Linked DNA regions of Mus musculus: all the other regions are linked to region 7. A link is a contact called in public HiCAR-type, HiChIP or PLAC-seq, capture Hi-C and promoter capture Hi-C data. All regions are on one chromosome and are shown on one strand. The core of a region is the stretch at or near the end of the contact, and the rest is flanking DNA. Distances in the headings are between cores, read along the strand shown. Region 1 holds the start of Nipsnap1 (nipsnap homolog 1). Region 2 overlaps Nf2 (neurofibromin 2). Region 3 holds the start of Drg1 (developmentally regulated GTP binding protein 1). Region 4 holds the start of Ap1b1 (adaptor protein complex AP-1, beta 1 subunit). Region 5 holds the start of Nefh (neurofilament, heavy polypeptide). Region 6 holds the start of Pik3ip1 (phosphoinositide-3-kinase interacting protein 1). Region 7 holds the start of Sec14l2 (SEC14-like lipid binding 2).

Evidence for each region. Promoter capture Hi-C pulls out the DNA fragments that hold promoters and counts their contacts. HiCAR-type assays count read pairs that join an accessible place to other places. HiChIP or PLAC-seq counts read pairs in DNA pulled down with a chosen protein or histone mark. Capture Hi-C pulls out chosen DNA fragments and counts their contacts.
Region 1: a contact with region 7 is called in a promoter capture Hi-C map of liver, with 4 times the contacts expected there. The contact joins the promoter of Nipsnap1 here to the promoter of Sec14l2 in region 7. A contact is called at or near these places in 5 of 39 promoter capture datasets (the 3T3-L1 cell line, embryonic stem cells, hippocampal neurons and 1 more), 1 of 484 Hi-C or Micro-C datasets (embryonic stem cells), 2 of 115 datasets of contacts at active chromatin or transcription factors (astrocytes and kidney) and 3 of 9 other capture datasets (embryonic stem cells, liver and pancreatic islet).
Region 2: a promoter capture Hi-C map of liver shows a contact between it and region 7, with 4 times the contacts expected there. The contact joins the enhancer-like site here to the promoter of Sec14l2 in region 7. A contact is called at or near these places in 16 of 39 promoter capture datasets (the 3T3-L1 cell line, 3T3-L1-derived adipocytes, the HPC-7 cell line and 10 more), 2 of 484 Hi-C or Micro-C datasets (cortical neurons and liver), 11 of 115 datasets of contacts at active chromatin or transcription factors (bone marrow-derived macrophages, embryonic forebrain, embryonic limb bud and 8 more) and 4 of 9 other capture datasets (adipose tissue, embryonic stem cells, liver and 1 more).
Region 3: a contact with region 7 is called in an H3K27ac HiChIP or PLAC-seq map of embryonic stem cells, with 11 times the contacts expected there. The contact joins the promoter of Drg1 here to the promoter of Sec14l2 in region 7. A contact is called at or near these places in 1 of 39 promoter capture datasets (liver) and 2 of 115 datasets of contacts at active chromatin or transcription factors (embryonic stem cells and hepatocytes).
Region 4: a contact with region 7 is called in a HiCAR-type map of astrocytes, with 7 times the contacts expected there. The contact joins the promoter of Ap1b1 here to the promoter of Sec14l2 in region 7. A contact is called at or near these places in 10 of 39 promoter capture datasets (the 3T3-L1 cell line, the HPC-7 cell line, embryonic stem cells and 5 more) and 3 of 115 datasets of contacts at active chromatin or transcription factors (astrocytes, hepatocytes and stem cell-derived neural progenitor cells).
Region 5: a contact with region 7 is called in an H3K4me3 HiChIP or PLAC-seq map of stem cell-derived neural progenitor cells, with 6 times the contacts expected there. The contact joins the promoter of Nefh here to the promoter of Sec14l2 in region 7. A contact is called at or near these places in 8 of 39 promoter capture datasets (the 3T3-L1 cell line, embryonic stem cells, erythroid cells and 4 more) and 1 of 115 datasets of contacts at active chromatin or transcription factors (stem cell-derived neural progenitor cells).
Region 6: a capture Hi-C map of embryonic stem cells shows a contact between it and region 7, with 5 times the contacts expected there. The contact joins the promoter of Pik3ip1 here to the promoter of Sec14l2 in region 7. A contact is called at or near these places in 4 of 39 promoter capture datasets (hippocampal neurons, liver and pre-B cells), 1 of 115 datasets of contacts at active chromatin or transcription factors (embryonic forebrain) and 1 of 9 other capture datasets (embryonic stem cells).

What each region holds. Positions count from the first base shown.
Region 1 is chr11:4,872,687-4,875,386 of GRCm38.p6, reverse strand. It overlaps Nipsnap1 (nipsnap homolog 1), which reads right to left and starts at 1,436. Exons shown (of 10, transcript NM_008698.3): 1 at 1,284-1,436. The coding sequence starts at 1,381.
Region 2 is chr11:4,828,136-4,830,835 of GRCm38.p6, reverse strand. The region is part of intron 1 of Nf2 (neurofibromin 2); the gene reads left to right. Among named protein-coding and RNA genes, the nearest start is that of Nf2, 20 kb to the left of the region's middle. Within about 2 kb of position 1,440, at least 7 of the 459 cell types and tissues checked have an H3K27ac peak or open chromatin away from gene starts, as enhancers often do. A contact at or near this core is called in hepatocytes and liver, where this site is marked.
Region 3 is chr11:3,265,045-3,267,744 of GRCm38.p6, reverse strand. It overlaps Drg1 (developmentally regulated GTP binding protein 1), which reads left to right and starts at 1,282. Exons shown (of 9, transcript NM_007879.2): 1 at 1,282-1,476. The coding sequence starts at 1,435.
Region 4 is chr11:4,985,469-4,988,168 of GRCm38.p6, reverse strand. It overlaps Ap1b1 (adaptor protein complex AP-1, beta 1 subunit), which reads right to left and starts at 1,345. Exons shown (of 21, transcript NM_007454.3): 1 at 1,118-1,345.
Region 5 is chr11:4,946,663-4,949,362 of GRCm38.p6, reverse strand. It overlaps Nefh (neurofilament, heavy polypeptide), which reads left to right and starts at 1,299. Exons shown (of 4, transcript NM_010904.3): 1 at 1,299-2,305. The coding sequence starts at 1,429. It also overlaps a transcript of Ap1b1 not described here.
Region 6 is chr11:3,329,332-3,332,031 of GRCm38.p6, reverse strand. Pik3ip1 (phosphoinositide-3-kinase interacting protein 1) reads right to left here and starts at 1,301. Exons shown (of 6, transcript NM_178149.4): 1 at 1,028-1,301; 2 at 1-117. The coding sequence starts at 1,097. Gm12592 (predicted gene 12592) reads left to right here and starts at 842. Exons shown (of 2, transcript NR_165248.1): 1 at 842-1,118.
Region 7 is chr11:4,117,316-4,120,015 of GRCm38.p6, reverse strand. It overlaps Sec14l2 (SEC14-like lipid binding 2), which reads left to right and starts at 1,287. Exons shown (of 12, transcript NM_144520.2): 1 at 1,287-1,391. The coding sequence starts at 1,338. It overlaps Gm51934 (a long non-coding RNA gene), which reads right to left and starts at 1,667. Exons shown (of 3, transcript XR_003949841.1): 1 at 1,056-1,667.

The DNA of each region.
Region 1 (2,700 bases), core at 187-2,686, 760 kb before region 7:
TCTGGATATCCTTTCTCACAATGACAGAAATTGTTTGAGGCATAAGCATGGTCTCTTTAATCCAATGAGGGCTGGAGATGTCATTGTTTACTTGGTGGAGAGAGCACTACATTAGCCTAGCATACCTAAACTCCTGAGTTCTCTTCCTAGCAATAGAAAACAAGGCTATCAGACACATCCTATTTTCTCCTCCTACCCAAGGTCATCCCTCCAGAAAAGGCTGAGTTTACAAGGTACACTCTAGGCTTTTTTCCCATTGTCGGCTTCTCTCTCATTACCCAGCACGGAAGTGAAGGGCACGCGTCCCAACTCTTCTATCCGTGCTTTCCTAATGTGCACAGCGATCTAACGGAACTCCATGGCCACATTCTTGGGCTGGGGCAGGAGTAACGCAGGTCCCTTTCCACAGGTGTGAGGGCAGGTGTTCCACTTCTTTAGCTAATGCTTTTTGCACAAACCCTGTCCTAAAACTTGTGAGGGTGTGGGGCTGGGGAAACAGGAGAGCAGGGTCAGAAGTGCTCCGGGTGATAGGTGCAGAGATGGGGGTAGCACCGGGCGTGGCATCGAGGAGGGAGGAGCAGCCCAGAGCCAGTCAGGGGAAGGAAGCCAAGCTCTCCAAAGCCAGAATTGAGCCTCTCTCCTAGGAGGCCACCAGCCGTGGTACAAAGTGCAGAGTGCATCGTAAGACCTGGGTCCTAACATCCAGAGCTGCCTCCACATGGCACGGACGCTGACCTTGAACAGCTCCCACCCCACTCTGTTGACCCACCTGTACAAAGCAGGGTGCGGAATCACTTTGGGAATTCCCACCGTACCCCCAGTCCTCCTCTCCTTCCAAAACTTTCTGCTGGCTCAGAAGACCCCAGCGCGTGCTAAACCACAAAGGCCAGGCAAAAGGCTGCCAATATCCTCTGCCTTCGTCCGGGATCCAGGGCTCAAAACCTGTCCCTCCCACTCACCTCATTTTTTATTCTCAGCCCAGATCCAGGTCCCAAACAGGACAAAGAACCTGCCCAGCTAGGCATGGTAGTGCACACCCTCACTATCTGGGAGGCAGAGGCAAGAAGATTCCGAGGTCGAATCACATGTAGTACGAACCTGTTTAAAAACCAAAACCATCCCCATACCTTTTCACCTTCCCCATTCTTTCTCAGCCTCAGGCCTACATCCTGGTAGCTCTCTGCCTCTAACCCCTCAATTCCAAATCCGAGAGTCTGTTTTTCATTCCAGCCCCCTCCCCTGCTCCTGTTCCGGGCACGCAGTCAGCCCCGTCGGCCTCTCACCGCACAGCACCCGCAGCCGCGAGGTCCCCAGCACGGGGTCTCGGCTTCGTGAATAGCCGCCGTGCCGCTGCAGAGATGATGCACAACCGCGGAGCCATGTTGGACCGGAGCAGGTTGGAGGAAAGCCACGCCTCAGCCCAGTGGCTGGGGGCAGGACTAGAGAAAACCACGCCCTCCCCTCGCCAGCTTCCCTTTCAAACACAAGCAGGTGGGAGTCCCCCAACTCTACAGTTGCACAGTCCATACCCACACCTCCGAGCTCTTGAAACTCTGCAGCTAACTAGTTCTGTTCTCTTCAACGACCTTTTCCCCTCTGTACCTGGGAATTCATCTCGATAATCGCAGGGTTGTATGTCCTGGACATTCTGAGGATAAACTAAAGACAGTCTTTATACCCCTAAAATTGTTCACAAACTATGTGAGTTCCCTTCCTCCTTGGGTGCTGGAGGTGGAGCCCAGGACCTCACACATGGCTTGGCAAATGTTCTGTCTACATCTTGTGTTCTTCTGTGTCAAGGCATCAACAGACAATATTTGTCTATTCAAAAGAACAAAATCTATAACAATTTTTAAAAGAGAGAGAGAGAGAGAGCCTGGGGGGGGTCCAGAAGCCTCAAATATCCTGGAACTGGAGTTTAAAGGAGATTTTGAGGCACTCTAATGGGTACTGGGATCCAAACTCAGGTCTCCTCCAAGAGCTTTTAAAGGCAGAACTGTCTCTTTAACCATTTAAAACAGATGGACAAGACTCTGAGCAAGCAGGATGCTCTTTCTCCAAAGCCCGAGTGTGATGGTGCACTTAAGAGGCTGAGACGAACTGGGCAGTGGTGGCGCATGCCTTTAATACCAGCACTCGGGAGACAGGCGGATTTCTGAGTTCGAGGCCAGCCTGGTCTACAAAGTGGGTTCCAGGACAGCCAGGGCTATACAGAGAAACCCTGTCTCGAAAAACAAAATAAAACAAAACAAAACAACAACAAAAAGAGACTACGGAATTAAAACAACAAACAAAAAACATTTTCTCTTCACTGTCTATTCACCTGGAGGCTCTATATTTGCTTTCTCAGCCCACACAGAGATGGATCCCTTCTGATCCCCTGGGGGACACAGGGACAGAGACACACCAACGGGGGAGTGGGGTGGGGGAGGATGCCAAGCCACCGACTGTAATTCGGTGCAGGGGATTTACAGCCGGTATAACTAACTTCCGGAGTGCTTCAAACTGTGAGTCTGGCAAGTTAGGTCTCATCTAAGATCTTGAGACAGCAAAGGTTGGCTGAACAAGTCCTATCTGTACTTCTTGGCAGCCAAGGCCTGGTGGAGCAGACAAATCACTCCAATCACTGCTGACTGAAACCTCCAAGGCAGAGATGTTAGCCATGCCCCGCCCCCTCCATCAGCTAGGCTACTGGCAAGT
Region 2 (2,700 bases), core at 191-2,690, 710 kb before region 7:
TTGTATGTATACTGTAGCTGTCTTAAGACACACCAGAAGAGGGCATTGGATCCCATTACAGATGGTTGTGAGCCACCGTGTGGTTGCTGGGAATTGAACTCAGGACCTCTGGAAGAGCAGCCAGTGCTCTTAACCACTGGGCCATCTCTCCAGCCCCAAATCTAAGTTTTTCTGTGGGTTCTAACTCTGAGGCATTCACATCCAGCACCCCAGTTGGGTTTACTTTCTTCAAGAGAGTTGAAACCTTGTTTCGCTGTGGCCTTTCCTCAGCCTGTGGCCTAGTTTCCTCTCACCCTGCAATGTAGTATCAGTGTGTACAAGGAGTTTGATTGTCAGGGGCTGCATAGCACTACCGGGGAAAAGAGAAATTCAGTGCCAAGACTGACAAAGTCAGAAAACAAATGGCAGTGTCAGGATGATTTCGTATATCCCTGGCCAACTGGTAAGATGGTTGTGCTGGCTAATAGGCTCCAATCAACTCCATGGGTTATTGGTGCCATTTGCTTCCTGTGACTGAAAAGTGCTGCATTCTAGCTGTGTTCCTGCAGTGGAGGGTAAGTGTTCAGTGCTATTTACTTAAAACGTTCTAAAGTTGATAAATGACAAGTACTTCACTGTGGGTAAAGCTTGTAAATCTAGCCCCTATAGAAAATAACAAGCCGACAGCACTTAGTCGTGTTTATAGAGTTGATACACATCTGTCTTTTGATACAGGCGCATCACATATCTGTGACATCACACTGCAGCCTGTTAATGGAACGGCAGCAAGCACAGCCACAGCCAAGCAGCTCCAAAGGCTCCTTCCAGCCCCACTGCCTGAAGGGCACTCTTCTGTGCCTGTCTTCTTTTTGGAAACCACCCTCTTTACTTCTGGAGAGTGAACACCTGCCTCAGCCTTTTTTTTTCCTCTTCTCTAGCCACGATCAGGGAGGAGGGCTGCAGATGGAAAGAGACAGGTTTAAGTGTACACTCATGAAAACCAGAGACTGTTCTATTTTTGACACACTGTTCAGAAAGGACTATATACCTAACTTTAAATAAATAAATAAATAAAAGCCTACAAATGCCATATACTACACAGCTTGGCTCCTTGACTTGACTAGGAACAGTGAGGGAATAAAGAAAGAATAGGTACTAAAGAAACAGCCAAGGTACACAGAAAAGCTGGGCTTCCGTGGTTGTGTGTGCTCTGATGGCGCACTGCATTGAGTGCGGCAAGCTCTGCATGTTTGTTATGTACACATAGGGTAGGTAGCTAGTCTTGGTGGGACATGCTTATAGACAAGAAGTCTCAGGCTGGAGGAAACTGGTCAATCATTTTTAAACATTGGCATTTGAAATAGAGGAAGGTTTTGAATTCTAAGCCTCACAATTGTGGAAAGACATTCCCAAATTCCAGTGGGTCTGAGGTATTGATCGTAGGCATGACCATGCCAACAGTACACACTCAGGAGTTCATCTGTCTGCTGTTTACATATTCACTCAATTCAGGCCTCCTCAGCTGCCTGCATCCAGGGCTGGTAAGATTACTCCATGCGTAGAGTTGCTTGATAACCTGATATTTTCTTTAAGATTTATTAATTTTTCTTTGTGTTTATTCATGTTTTGCTTGCATGTGTTGTATGTGCACTGCATGTGTATATGCTGTTTATAGATTCAGAAAAGGGTGTCAGGATCTCTTGGAATTGGAGTTAAGGACAGTTGTGAGCTGCGTTGCCATGTGGGTGCTAATAACAGAACCTGTGTCTTCTGTAGGAGCAGCAGTGTTCTTTTTTTTGGGGGGGGGGGGGGGGTTCGAGACAGGGTTTCTCTGTATAGCCCTGGCTGTCCTGGAACTCACTCTGTAGACCAGGCTGTCCTTGAACTCAGAAATCCGCCTGCCTCTGCTTCCCGAGTGCTGGGATTAACTGCTGCACCATTTCTCCAGTCCCCTGATGATCTTAATTTGGTCTGCAGGATCCACATGGTGGAAGGAGAGAACCAACTCCCTCAAGCTGACCTTTGACCTCTACATTTTTGTGTATACCCCCTCCCCAAATAAATGGAATTTTAAAGATTATTTTAGAGGTCTATAGAGCCATCTAGTGCCACCAAGATGATTTATTTGTCAGATAAAGGTGCTTGCCACCAAACATGATGACCTCAATTCAAAAGGTTTGGGGCCCAAATGGTAGAAGGAAAGAACTAACTTTGACAAATTGTCCTGTGATCACATGCAATCACATATGCATGCACACAAATAAACAAAAATGTAACAACAAAAAAAGGAAGGTCTATCATTATGTAAATGTAGGTCTGAAAGGCTTATGTGCCTGTCATCAGGTGTCAGAAACACTGTTTTTTTTGCTCCACAGTTCAGGCTAGCTCAGAATTTGTGTCCATCTTCCAAAGGGCTGGGATTACAGGCTTGTGTCATCAAGCCCTGGCTAGGAATATTTTAATAAGAAAATAAATAGGAGACACATCCCATTCATCTTGGCTTCTATTCGTGCTATTGTTATATGCATCTCTGCTTTGATCTAGTGTCCTGACACAGCCCGGTCCCAGGTCAGTTGTGCAGAATGAGAGTTGTCACATGTACCAGGCCCAAGCTACATATTCAGCCCTGCATTGAACATTCAGTGCTGCAGATTGGAAATCATGCTGTTTGTCATACCCTAGAAAAGTGCAGAGAACATTCCTTTACTTTGGAACAGCTTG
Region 3 (2,700 bases), core at 33-2,532, 850 kb after region 7:
CCAAAGCCCAATTAAACAATTACACAAAGCAAATGGTCGGTCCCTCTATGTCCCTCATCATCAGACCCATAAACAATTCTCCCCTCAGGGTTCAGGGGGATCCTCCCGATCTAAGTGTCATGAGTGAGTCCTCGGCATTACAGGAAAAACCTTCCTATGGGAACCATTCTTTTACCTCCCTTTTTCTTTTTTTCCCTTTTTTATTTTATTTTTTTCCCAGTTTTTCGAGATAGCTTTCTCTGCCTTGACTGTCCTGGAACTTGCTCTGAAGACCAGGCTGGCCTGGAACTGAACTCAGAGATCTACCTGTTTCTGCTTCCTGAGTACTGGGATCAAAGGCGTGCGCCTCTATCATCTGGTTTATCTACATTTCCTAGAATGTACTTTCTGGCATGGTGTGTGGTAGTCGAGGGTTGCCTTGAACACAGGAGATCCTTGGTCTCAGCACCACCAGGAGACACACTCCGGTACTTTTTTTTTTTTTTTTTTTTGAGACAGGGTTTCTCTGTATAGCCCTGGCTGTCCTAGAACTCACTCTGTAGAGCAGGCTGGCCTCGAAGTCAGAAATCCGCCTGCCTCCCAAGTGCTGGGATTAAAGGTGGGTACCACTACCCTATGCCTCTCTAAGTGTATTTCTAACAAACAGCCTAGAGAGTATAATGATAAAAGGCACAGTTCTATTTGTCCATCTGACAAATTCGGGACTCACTTCCAGTCACACTACGCTTTAGTGGCTGTAACCTTATTTTACACAATAAAAATGCTTTTATATTTATTTATGCATTCCCTTCTAATTTGTGCTAACATAATTTCCAACTTTTCAACATGATAGCTTCTCCAAGTAATGGCTCTCTCTGGAAGAGCTCATTCGATCCACTAACTGTGGCTCGTTGAGTGCCACACTCCTTCTTTAGGGTTCCTGGTAAACAAAGGATCCCTCAAAAATTGTGCCCCCCACCCCTCTGAGTCTCTCTACAACCCCCCACCCCTCTGAGTCTCTCTACAACCCAGGAAGCCGAGGTCTGTCCTGATGAAGAAAGGGAGCTTCCAAGTATCTGCGCGCACTCTGATGGTCGCCGGGTTTAGGTGCACGCTGGGCACGGGAGTCGAAGGGGCGAGCGCAGGTCCGGCGGGGTGGGGCCGAGCTGCGCGCGACCCTCGGCGCGCTCCGGGAAGTTGGCCCGAGCGACCGCTCTGGTCACCTCACTGCGGGCTCTATGACACCGCGCTGGCTGGCGGGACAGGGAGGAGTCGGCGGAGAAGGCGGAGACCGCCCATCTCCGAGAGCGTCGGCGCGGACTTCTCGCGGAACCGTGTCGCGAGCTTAGCAGATCCCGCGCTTGCGCGCTGCAGTGGTGGCCAGAGGCGCGGCGGGCGCGAGAAGGGGGACCTAACCAGTGTGGAGGCTGGTGTGGCCTTAAGCCCTCCGCCACCATGAGCGGGACCTTAGCGAAGATCGCGGAGATCGAAGCCGAGGTAAAAGGCGCAGCCGGCGCTTCTCTCCTGGCCCTTCTGCGGCGCTGCGGCTCCTCCGGTGTTGCGTCCGCGGCGTCAGGGCCTGGCTTCCACCCCTGTGCCACCAGCTGCCATCGCCCCCGTAGTCTAAACCTGCGCTGCCGCAGCCCCGTCCCCATGCAGCCCCTTCCCTCAGTTCCTCGGGCCTGGGCTTCTCAGCTCCCATCCGCCAGCTCCGTCTCTGCGCAACCTCCCACATCCCACACCCAGCACTTGCTCCGGTTTTCGGCGCATGTCTCGACATTATTTCTGTTTTTCTTGCTTTTTTCTCTGAGCCACACGACTTCTATATCCCAGACTCCGTGATCCGATCACGGGCTTTGAGGTCTTGTCCCGTTATTCCTTGCCCACTTGCCACTCACTGGTGGTCCCCTTTTACACGCCGTTGGTTGTGACGGTAAGATCTGGGAGTAAGTAGATTGTACCTGGATGGCGCGTCATCCCTGAGACCTTCAGGGCTTTTTAAAGTCCGTAATGTGACACCCTTCTTTTAGATTGGGTACCGTAGAAACGAATCAGCAGATGCATTTTAATTCCCTCTGTGGATAGAAATTCGAATGACCGTGGGTCCTTTCACGTTGGGTCTCGTTTGTTTCTTTTGTGGTGAAGAGAATGAACTGGAGAGGGGAGAGGGAATTCAGTTTATTTTTATGTTTCTGTGTGTGTGTGTTCAGCATTACTTAGGGGAATCGTTCTGTTCAGTCATGGTTTCTGGGATTGAGTTTAGGTCTTCCAAGTTTGGCAGCAAGTGCACTTGAGTGTGTCTATCTGGCCCTGGATTTTTTCCCTCTCTCCCTCCCTCTACCTCTCTCCTTTGTTTGGAGACAGGGTCTTGCTACATACTTCTGGATGTCAGGGATCCCATTGTGTAGATCACGCTGGCCTTGAACTCAGACAGATCTGCCTCTGCCTCCAGAGTGCTGACATTAGCCAGGCTTGGTTTTTCTTTTTAAAAAATACTTAGTTGCCTGTATCCTCTTCAGTCTGCAGTTTGCTGGATGCTCGTGAATATGAGCCATTTGGTCTTCCCCTGAAGCAGTATTTCAATAGACAGTTTGTTCACCTTCACCTCTATTGTGGGCGTCTAAGGATAAAAAATAATTCTTAGGTGGAGCTCAGGAGGCCGAGGCCAGTGGTACACTAATGAATTCAATGCCAACCTGGTTTACATAATAAGTTGTAGTA
Region 4 (2,700 bases), core at 96-2,595, 870 kb before region 7:
CTCTAAAGGAAAAGAGGCTCACACCCCAGGTACCAAGTCGCCTTCCCATCTCCCACGCAGACCAGTCATCCCAGGCACCATGACAGGCCAAAGGCCATCCTGTGGGCCTGTTCCCCTAGAACCTAGGACCAAAAGATCCCCCAAGGGGCCCCGTTGTTCCCCTCTTTACTGCAAAACGAATAAAGTGCAAACGGGATGAAGGGGTTGTCTGGATATCAATTCCAAGAATAGCCCAATAGGCAGGAAGACCTGAGAGCCAAAACACTGACAAAAACAACCTGGCCGAACAGCCTCCTAAGTTGAAAGTGTATCAACAGCTCCTCCTAAACATCGGATCAGACGACAGGTGAGAAGGCTGCATCCTGACACCAACTCACACAATATATTGGCGACAATATATCAAGTCACTTCTAGACCCCAAGCCAGCTCCAGGTGCCTTTCTCCCCGAGCTTTGAAGGTCTCTGGAGACCTACATAGGAAGCCTGATTTTGCCTCTACTACTCGAATGACCTTCCGTGTGTCATTTAACCTCCCGTGCCTCGGTGTCCTCGCGAGTGAGAGGGGGAAAGCAACAGTAGCTACCTTACAGAGGCAGCTGTGAGCTCAGTACACAAAGTGCTTAGCACAGAGGTTCGAAGTCAGGAAGGGCTGGAGAACCAGTGACAAGACATTCTTGTGGTGTTAGAACTAAGACAAGTGCTCCCATTCTGTCAACGTGTCCCTGAGGATCCAAAGGACGAGGGGCGGGTGGCAGAAGGCCATTTCTAGATGTTTGCCCCGTTTTGGGGGGGCGGCGGCTAAGAGATAAGGCCCTGAACGAGGAGGCCTGAGGTTGGCCGAGGAGTGGGAAGGGACAAGCAGGGCGCAGGGGAGGCCTAAGTGCAGGAGTCTCTCCGAACCGGACTGCGGACCTGAAATGACGGACGGCTTGACGCCGGGCCGCCAAGCCGTCGGGAATGAATGAGCACGCAGGCCTTTCACCTTCGCCCTCTCGCGGCTCGCAACCCTCCAGCGCAGCGTCCTCTCCGTGACCTCTGACCTCGCAGACCCCCCCCACTCCTCGGACCCCTTCGGGTTTGTTTGTTTTCCTATCTCGCCGGGCTGCCTTTTTCCTCACCCACAAATCCAAACGGCTCCGGGTGCCGCGGCTCGGCTCGCTTCAGCAGCAAAATGTCCGCAGCCTCCGCCTCCCTCTCCTCCGGTGCGTCGCAGCAGCCGGCGGCTCCAAGCTCCACGGCTGTCACCTGCCGAGCGGAAGTAAGAGGCCCGTGCGCGGAACTTCCGGTGGACGCACACCCCGGGGGCGGGGTCGAGGGTGCAACCTGGCGGGAGGGGCTGGGGACCTGTTGGGCGGGGCCTGTGTGGGAAGGGCGGGGCCTTAGCAGAGCCGGCTTTTATGAGAATTGAGGGCCTGGGCGGGCCAAGCGGCTAAGTTCAGGCTGGGATACCCTTGCTCAGAATCCCTGGCCAGGCTCCCTCTCAAACACCATGGAATCGAAAGGGTCTTGGAAGACTTTAAAGTTCATCTCTTTCTGAGTTACAGATGGGAAGACTGAGGCCAACGTTGTCTTAGGAAAAGGGAAAGTCGGAGCTACAAATCTGATCAGCTGCTGGACTGCGCCTGTCTGCTAGGCTAAAACGAGACTTTTTCTGCTGCCCTTGGAAAATTCATTGTTCTAAAAGGAAAACATAAGCTACGTCCAAGACTTCTTATCCAAGGGATACTTCACAGTGAGACCTCAACTGATACAGCCATTTCATTCCTGACTTTGGTCCTATTAATTTTCTCTTTCTAATAGATAACTTGTGTTCATCCCCTTTAAAACATTATAAAACTTCTATTCTAGCATTTTTATTAAACCAATAATATCTGCATTGCAGAAAAAAAGAAATATATTAGTGGGGGCTGGAGAGATGGCTCAGTGATTAAGAACACTGGCTGGTCTTCCAGAGGACCTGAGTTCAGTTCCCAGCAACCACACTGTGGCTTACAACCATCTGTAATGGGATCCCATGCCTTCTTCTAGTGTGTCTGAAGACAGCGACAGTGTTGTACTCATACACACAAAATAAATAATTCTTTTTAAAAAAAAAAGAAATATATTAGTAAGGAAAAAAGGCAAAACCAAAACACGTAGGCTCCTGAGAAAATCGTTTTTTAACACTTGGTTATCCTCCTAGATGTAATATGTCTGCCTTTTTATTTTATTATTTGTGTGTTATTGATTTGAGACAAGCTCTTGCTGTGTAACCCAAGCCAGCCCCATTGTTGAGCTCACAGTGATGTACTATCATGCCTGGTCTATGTAGTGCTGGGATCTAACTCAGAGCTTTTACATCCTATGCAAGCACTCTAACAACTGAATCGCTGTCACCTTGGCTGACCTGGAAACTGAAAAACCAAGCAGAAGTCTGCCTGCCTCTGTCTCACAGTGTTGGGTTTAAAGGTGTGCACAACCACACCCAGCTGTTTTTACATTCTTTAAAGTTTTGTCATAATATAATTATGACAAATTGATAAAATAGTTATGGCAAATTGATAAAATAGACAAAATAGAATTCCAGATGCTGGGGTGAAGAGATGGTTCAGCAGTTAAAAACACTGGCTGCTCTTCCAGATAACAGGGGTTCATTCCCAGAACCCACATGGCAGCTCACAGCACCCACATGGCAGCTCATGGCATCTGTGACTATAGTCCA
Region 5 (2,700 bases), core at 50-2,549, 830 kb before region 7:
CGCTTTTGACCGGAAAACCAAACCAAGAACGAGCCGTATAATAAAGCAAGAGCTCCAAGTCTAAGCCCCTCCGCCGTCCCCGCCCTTTCACCTGAAGCCTCAGTAGGGCTCATGATGGAGGTCGGTGGACTTTGGTACTGAAAAACCACTCCACCACTTCCTCGGAGCATGAAAGGGGATGCTTACGGCAGTACTGGTTCATCTATTCTGGAAAAGGAATGAGATGCCAAGATAAAGCAGAAAAATCGGGCAAGGAAGGGAGAAAGACAAAGTTCTCAGGTGAGAGGAACTGGTTACTATTCCGACTGGCAATATGTGGGTTCTCCTCCCCAAAATCAGCCAGACATTTCCCAAGTTCGAACCTCCTAGGGGCACATGGGAGCTTGGAGCTGCATCTTGTCTCTTGCACACAAGGGAAAACCAAACATAGGAGAACACAATTTGTACAAGGTCATTCAGCTAGCGAAGCACAGAAGCTAACCCCACCCTGTGGCAGAACTTGGCTTCGGTGTTGAGGCTCTTGCTGCCTACTGAGGGACCCCCTGTTCTTCGTAGGCAGTTTTCCTTTCCGGGCAAGAGGAGACTCCACTTTCCAGTCGTGGCCACTGGAATTTTTAGAGAGCACCACGTTCCTCTCACCCAGCGCTCCCTTTCTCCGTCTGCAGTGTTCTCCTTCTCAGGGTAGCTTTGCGGTCCTTTCAAACTCCACGCCCACCCCAACCCCAACCCCGAAGCCAGCTGTACAGTTCCTTAAGCCCCTTTGGGTGGCCCAGGGCCGCTGTAGTATCTGGGGAACACTGCACCGCCAGCTAGAAGGTCCCCATTTATCATCAGTAGCATCCATCATGCAACCCCATACAGAATCCCTTCGTGGGTGACTGCAGTCTGCACTCCTCATCTCAAGGTCCTCTCTAACTATCAGGGAACCAACCCTGTGCTGCTTCTCAAGTGGGGGTGTCCTCTCATAGTAATCACTGCAGTCTCCCACTGCTTCAACCCGAAGGCGCCCTGACCCATCAGTTCTGCAATCCTCTCCCTATTTCCAGTGCCCTCTCTTATTCTGAGGGTCTTATTCTGACTAATAGGGTCTTCCGACATGCACCTGGAGGTCTGCACTTGTCCGCTCCGGAAGTCCTTTACTCCTTGGTCTGACCTCGGGAGGCTCTACTGACGATGCGTCGATTCCCCTTCACTCCTGGGTCGTCCCCCCCAGCCCCGCCCCTCTCACTGCGGAGAAGCCGGTCGGCCCGGGGCCGCGGGGGAGGAGGTGGAGAGGGTGGGGCCCTCCTCCCCAGCCCCCCACTGCCGAGGGGCCGGACCGGGCCACCGCGGATATAAAAGAGCCGGAGTCCCAGAGCTGCCGCAGTGCTGCCTGCCCCGTCCCAGCCCCGCACTCCCGCTCCGCTGGCGGCCGCACCTGCTCCGGCCATGATGAGCTTCGGCAGCGCCGATGCGCTGCTGGGCGCCCCGTTCGCGCCGCTGCACGGAGGCGGCAGCCTGCACTACTCGCTGAGCCGCAAGGCAGGCCCGGGCGGCACGCGCTCCGCGGCCGGCTCCTCCAGCGGCTTCCACTCGTGGGCGCGGACGTCCGTGAGCTCCGTGTCCGCCTCACCCAGCCGCTTCCGCGGCGCCGCCTCGAGCACCGACTCGCTAGACACCCTAAGCAACGGCCCAGAGGGCTGCGTGGTGGCGGCGGTGGCGGCGCGCAGCGAGAAGGAGCAGCTGCAGGCTCTGAACGACCGCTTCGCGGGCTACATCGACAAGGTGAGGCAGCTCGAGGCGCACAACCGCAGCCTGGAGGGCGAGGCGGCGGCGCTGCGGCAGCAGCAAGCCGGCCGCGCCGCCATGGGCGAGCTGTACGAGCGCGAGGTGCGCGAGATGCGCGGCGCCGTGCTGCGCCTCGGGGCGGCGCGCGGGCAGCTGCGCCTGGAGCAGGAGCACCTGCTGGAGGACATCGCTCACGTCCGCCAGCGGCTGGACGAGGAGGCCCGGCAGCGTGAGGAGGCGGAGGCGGCGGCGCGCGCCCTGGCGCGCTTCGCGCAGGAGGCGGAAGCGGCGCGCGTGGAGCTGCAGAAGAAGGCGCAGGCGCTGCAGGAGGAGTGCGGCTACCTGCGGCGCCACCACCAGGAGGAGGTGGGCGAGCTGCTCGGTCAGATCCAGGGCTGCGGGGCCGCGCAGGCGCAGGCTCAGGCCGAGGCTCGCGACGCCCTCAAGTGCGACGTGACGTCGGCGCTGCGGGAGATCCGCGCGCAGCTCGAAGGCCACGCGGTGCAGAGCACGCTGCAGTCCGAGGAGTGGTTCCGAGGTGCGCGGGAGCGCGGGGTGGGAAGGGGTCGCCCCCTCCTGGCGGAGCAGTGAGCAGCCCGAGAGGACTCCTCTCAGAAGTAGCTAGACCCGCTGCGAGGTGCATGCCACCTGACAAAGTAGCGGTTTTACCCAGACCCTCCCTTGGGGCGCCCCAACTCTGGATTTTCCTTTAGAAAAAGGAAACCACCCTCCACATTTTTTATGTCTGTAATTAAACACCGGGGCCAACCCCTGTGCCCCACACACTGTTAGACCCCAGATTCAGACTGATCTCCCATCTGAAATGGAGCAAGCCCCGTCTGGACCCAGCGTATCAGGTATCCAGCAGCCGCTTGCCATGCCAACTCTGCCCACCCTTTCTTGCGCACCCTGCGCAGTGGGTGGAACAGGAGT
Region 6 (2,700 bases), core at 52-2,551, 790 kb after region 7:
TGGGCTCGGTGAGCGACTCGCGGCTGCCTTGCGCGGCCAACCAGTTGAGGCAGCGGAGACCCGGCGCGGGCGAGGGCTGGTCCTCCCGGTACAGGTGGCCGTTGTCCCAGAAGCAGCCTATGAGGAAGAGGAACCCGCCCGAGACTCTTAGTGCGTTTCTCTGGCCCCGCGGGAGAAAGCCCTGTGTACCTCAGAGTGTCACGCCCCTGGCGGCGTTTGGTCCACACACAACACTCGATTTAGCTTTCTTCTTCCTTCCCTTCCCTTCCCTTCCCTTCCCTTCCTTCCTTCCTTCCTTCCTTCCTTCCTTCCTTCCTTCCTTCCTTCCTTCCTTCCTTCCTTTTAAAAAAGCTTAAGATCGCTGCACAACTGCAAAGGGTTGTTATTCTTGGACTTGGGACCACTTTGAAGGTACAAGAAGGTCTTTCTCCCTAAGGTCTTTCTGTGGAGATGGTGAGTTTGGTTCTGGGCAGTCAGACATGGAAGTCATCCCAGTGTTGAGAAGTCAATGTTATATAAACTGGTGTTCCCTTCTCTACGAATACAGCCACTTTCTGCTAGTTTAACAGACACCGCCAGCTCCCAAGAGAATTCCACAAAAGCCTTTGATTCAGGGAAGCAAAAGATCCAATAGAGACCCCAGCTGAGGGTCTCTGCCTCATCTCTTAAGCTCCCACTCCCCTCAGCAGAGAGCCACGGGAGGAGGCTGGAGAGGGGAGGTTCGTGCGCCTGCCACACAAAGCAAACGGACTTTAAAAGGGTAAGACTCTGGGGAGTAGAAGAGACGAATTCCACTCCATCCACTCGTGTGAAAGGAAAGGGAAAGAGAAAGTGACTACTTGTCTTTGTTCTTAATGGCAAAGATGGAGCTGCAAGCCTCTGGCAAGGAAGGAGAGAGGAGAGAAGAATGCTTTCGTAGGATAACGAGAAAAGCAGCCAAAACCTTCCTTCCCTGTCGGCCTGACCACGTTTGGGGAATCTGTTTCATTTAAGTTGCTGCAGAAAGGGGGAGAAAACGTAATCTCACCTCCAGATCCATAGGCTTCTGCCAGAAGCATGTTGCTGAGAAGAAATGTGTGTACCCAAGCCAACAGCATCCTCGTCTCTTCGGCTCGCAGGTGACTCAACAGCCAGTGTCCAAATGGGGGGGGGGGGTCCTCCTTGGCAGCAGTTTTGTCTCCTTGCAGTCAGACTGGCCGGCCCCTGTTATGCTCTTCTGGTAAACAGCCTCTCTTTAGAACTGGGAGCTTCCCAGCTAGCTTGCTGCAGCCGAGGTGTTTTTCAGCTGAAAGGCGCCCCCTGGGTCCTAAGCCTCCTAGACCTTACCAGATCACTAACCCTGAGCCAAGAGAGGAACTCAGCCAAGCCGAGAGTGGCAGAGAGGTTTTGCTTAGCAGCAGCTCCGCGTGAGACCTGCACAACTGCATGCCCAGGGCTTTTCTTCCTTTTCCACCAGTGTGAGTACAGAGTCACTGTGTCAGAAGGCATCGTGGAGTGGGGTGGATTAGGAGCCCCAAAAGCACTACACAGTTGTAAGAGCGGATGCTGATTGCAGAAGCAGGAAGAATTTAAGACCACATAGACAGCACAACTAAGAATTATCTGTCTGGAAGCAATATATTTAAATTGTACTTTGCTAGGGCCAGTTCAGTCACATTCCTTTACTAACATTTGAGGTTTGGGTTATCCATATATAGTAGGAACACAGAAAGGGTATCATTAGCTGAAAATACATGTTACACAAACATTGAATTCCTTTAGCTATATTGTAAAGTCCACCCTTTTTACCAGCCCAGAAGTAAAATGTCTTCCTTCCAACTCCCCTCAAGCAGTATATAGGAAATCTAGTTGCAATAATTTGTGTCTACAGTTAAACCACATCCACATAACTTAGGGCTTTTGGAGTTTCTATTTGGCTGGCAGTTGAAGTTCCCAAGCAGCCTCAGTAAACTGAGAGAACAGGGTGGTTTGCCAAGACTACCTTGTGACTGGGGCAAATCCAAGAATAGAAACTCTGTTTTGATCTTGCCACAATGTAGGGAGGAAAAAAATAACACTATGAAGTAAGTTTTATAGACTTTATCATAGTGGAAAGCTAATGTGATTCTAACTATGAGAAGTGATTGAACCCTGATGTGTCTTTTAAGAAGAAAAGGGTTATTTTTATTTGTGGGTTTATCTGTGTCTGTACTCAGGCCATAGGAAAACTTCAGGGCCTCAAGAACTGGGGTTATAGGCAGTTGTCGACCATGGGAGGTAGCTGAAGTAGGCAGTGGAACTCGGGTCAGCTCTTCTTGAAGAGCAGCAAGTACTCCTAGTCTCTGAACCATGTCCCCAAACCACCTGACATGCCTTTTAAAACCATTGTCCGGACTGGGGAGGTGGCTCATTAGTTACGAGCACTTGTTGCTCTTGCGGAGCACTTAGTTCAGTTCCCAGCACTTAGCATAAGGCCATCTGTGTCCAGATCCAGAATATGGACTCCCTCCTCTGATACTCAGTCATGCACATACACATATGCTGGCAAAACACACATATAAACACCGCCCCCCAAAGAGTGCGTGTGTGTGCGTGTGGGGGTGGGGTTGGGGAGGGGTGGGGGGGTGTGCATGTGGTGTGTATATATGTGTGTGGTATGTGTGTGTGTAGGGTCAGATCACATGGTGTGTGCCCATGTGTGTAAATAAGGAAGTCAGAACA
Region 7 (2,700 bases), core at 38-2,537:
GATCAAAGTGGCGAGGGCTCTAGCAGGAGAAGGCTATGAACTCTATTGTGTGAGCCAGAAGTAGTAACTGGGGGGCGGGAGGCAGTCTGATGGTATAGGCTGGACAAGAGGCTGCTAGGCTACAGCTGTCAGAGTCCACCCACTCACTAGTCAAACTTGTCACTAGCGGGGAGTCCGCAGGCTCTTGGCCAGAGCTGGGAAGCAGATAAGCACAGCAGGGCTGCTGTGGGCTCTGGCTTCCAGTGTGGTTTCCTCTCTGTCTAGCCTACGGCCAAGATCTGGCTAGGCAGCCAGCAATGGACAGCAAGGAGGTGGCCACAAGAAGTCAAACCTGAGAATTGTGTACATTAACTTCCATTAGCCTCCTGCCCATGATCACCCTCGGTTAGAGAAGAAGCAACAGTGCAGTGAGGCAAAGGACCCCGTAGACACCCGTGGGACACGGGCCCTCAAACCTGAGCCTCCTCACTTCCACAGAGGAAGCAGAGCATGCCAACTGAGATGTGAGAGCTTCAGGTGTGGCTCCCAGAGAGCAGGGAAGATCAGACGCAGAGACCTGGGTCTTAGTGGGGAGGCTGGTCTTCCTTTCTCTTCAGCTAGATGCCATGGTCTTTACCATGCCTGCTCTGCAGGTAGAGGGAAAAGGCTGTCCACTCCATTTGGTTTATTTGTTTGTATTCTGGGCTTGCCTCAAGCCCAATAAATAAGCTAAGGGTGATCAGAACTTCTGCTTCTCCAATGCTGGGATCTCAGGTATGTGTTGGAATGTGCCACTATGACCATGCAGTGCTGGGAATCCGACTTAAGGTCGTGCGCGTAACTCAGTGGCAAGCCTTCTGCCACTGAGTTACATCGGCAACCCTGGGGGTCAACTCTCACTCCCAAGCAGAGCTGGTAGTAGTGACCATAAGCAGATGGCAGAGTGAACACCACAGTTCCTACAGGCAGAAAGACGCTTAAGGGGCATCCCTTTTCAGTGGGCACCAGAGAGCTGTCAACATTTTGGGGTAAGGAAAGCTATGAGAGCAGCCCGGTCCAGCCTTGTGGAGTCGCACCTTAGAAGACGTCGTTTGCTAGAGCTTTCCAGCTTCCTCTTGGTTAGGATGAGGATCCAGACCCAAGTAGCTCCTCAGGTGTATGAGCAAGCATTCTGGCTCCAATCCAGGGCCTCTGCGCGTCTCGCCCCGCCCCTCGGGCTCCTTTAAGAGGCGGGTCTTGGCCGCCAGCCCCGGGGCCTCGGCCAAAGACTGGGACTTTACTCCAGCGGCTGCGGCGGCGGCAAACGAGTCGGAGCTCCATCAGCTGCCGCAGGCACCGCGCCCCAAGGCTGAGCCACGATGAGCGGCAGAGTCGGTGACCTGAGCCCCAAACAGGAGGAGGCACTGGCCAAGGTGAGCTTGCTCTTGGTCTGTCTGTGGCCCTCGCTCCTGGCTGAAAAGCGGCTGTAAGGGACTGTCCTCGCGGGCGGGCGACTGATCGCCCCCGCTTGGCTAGTGCCCAGCGGACCGCTTCTCCTTCAGGGTGAGGACCTCGGGAAGTTTGGTCATCGCGATCTTCAGCATGAGCAGCCCCAGAGGTGCCCCCTTGGGAAGAAGTGGTTGCTTGGAAGCCTTGGGAGGCAGCTGAGGGCACAAAGGCAACATTCATCCTCCGGGCTGGCAGGGACTGGTAGCAGGGCCGTGGGACAGGGGCAGGGCCCCAGGTTTCCTCCCATTTCCGGGAGGTTTTTCTCTTTTGGGGCAGTGGCATATGGAAGGGTCCCTGACAGTTCCTTGGCAAACTCCCCCTAGCTCTTTCAAGGCACTAAGTCACTGTGCGACCTTGGGCCAAACCCTGTCCTGTGTGCTGTGCTCTTCGATGAAATTAGAGGAGTTGTCTGTCGGGCACCTCTTGTGTGTGAAGTCTAAGATGTCCGGGATTCACTAGGTTGGAATCCTTTCGGAGAGAAGAGCTCTCCCCACCCTGGCAACCCAGACCCTTGCCTGAACTTAGTGATGCCACTCAAAAGGAAAGGACCTGACCAGGCTTTGCCTTGGCACCTGGGCAGACAGGGACTTATCTACTCCATTCAAGTTCGGGAGCTGGCACTTCTGGCCAAAAGACTTTATCTCCTCAGTTGCACGGGATCAGAATTGATGGGGTCCAGCCCCAGTGTTCCCAGTTGTGCAGTTTCTTATTTATTCCAGAGTGTGGCAGCAGATGTGGCTGCTGTGTGTGACTTTTTTCCCATGCCAGGTTTGCTGCTGACGTGCAGGCTAAGTCTGTTGGGCATAGGTTTGGTGGGGATTAAGCCAGGGGCTAGGTGAGGTCCTTGGTGAAGGGTGGCCTTCTGCTTGTTGTTTAGATGACCATTGTCCTAACTCTGGGAGCTGCTTTTGGGGGATGGGAGGGTCTGATTAGACCTAGCTGACCTAAGGCAAAGGGCAGAGGTGGCCAGTCCTCATTGGTCCTCTCTGGAGGTGTCCTACAGGTCAGTAACCAGATAAAGGTCTCTGCTGTTGTAGGAGGCTTGGGGCTGCCTGTTTACTACTGGGTAGTGAGAGATCAGGGATAGGGGTGGCTATCCTGGGTCACTGTCCACCTCCCTTGGTGGCTTTCCTAGTATGTTTCCCTTTTGTGGCCACCTGCAGGAGCTGTCTGCTCCATCATGGTTGTCCACCCCCCTCCCTTGGCTTCTTTTGTAGTCTTTCAAACTAGCTC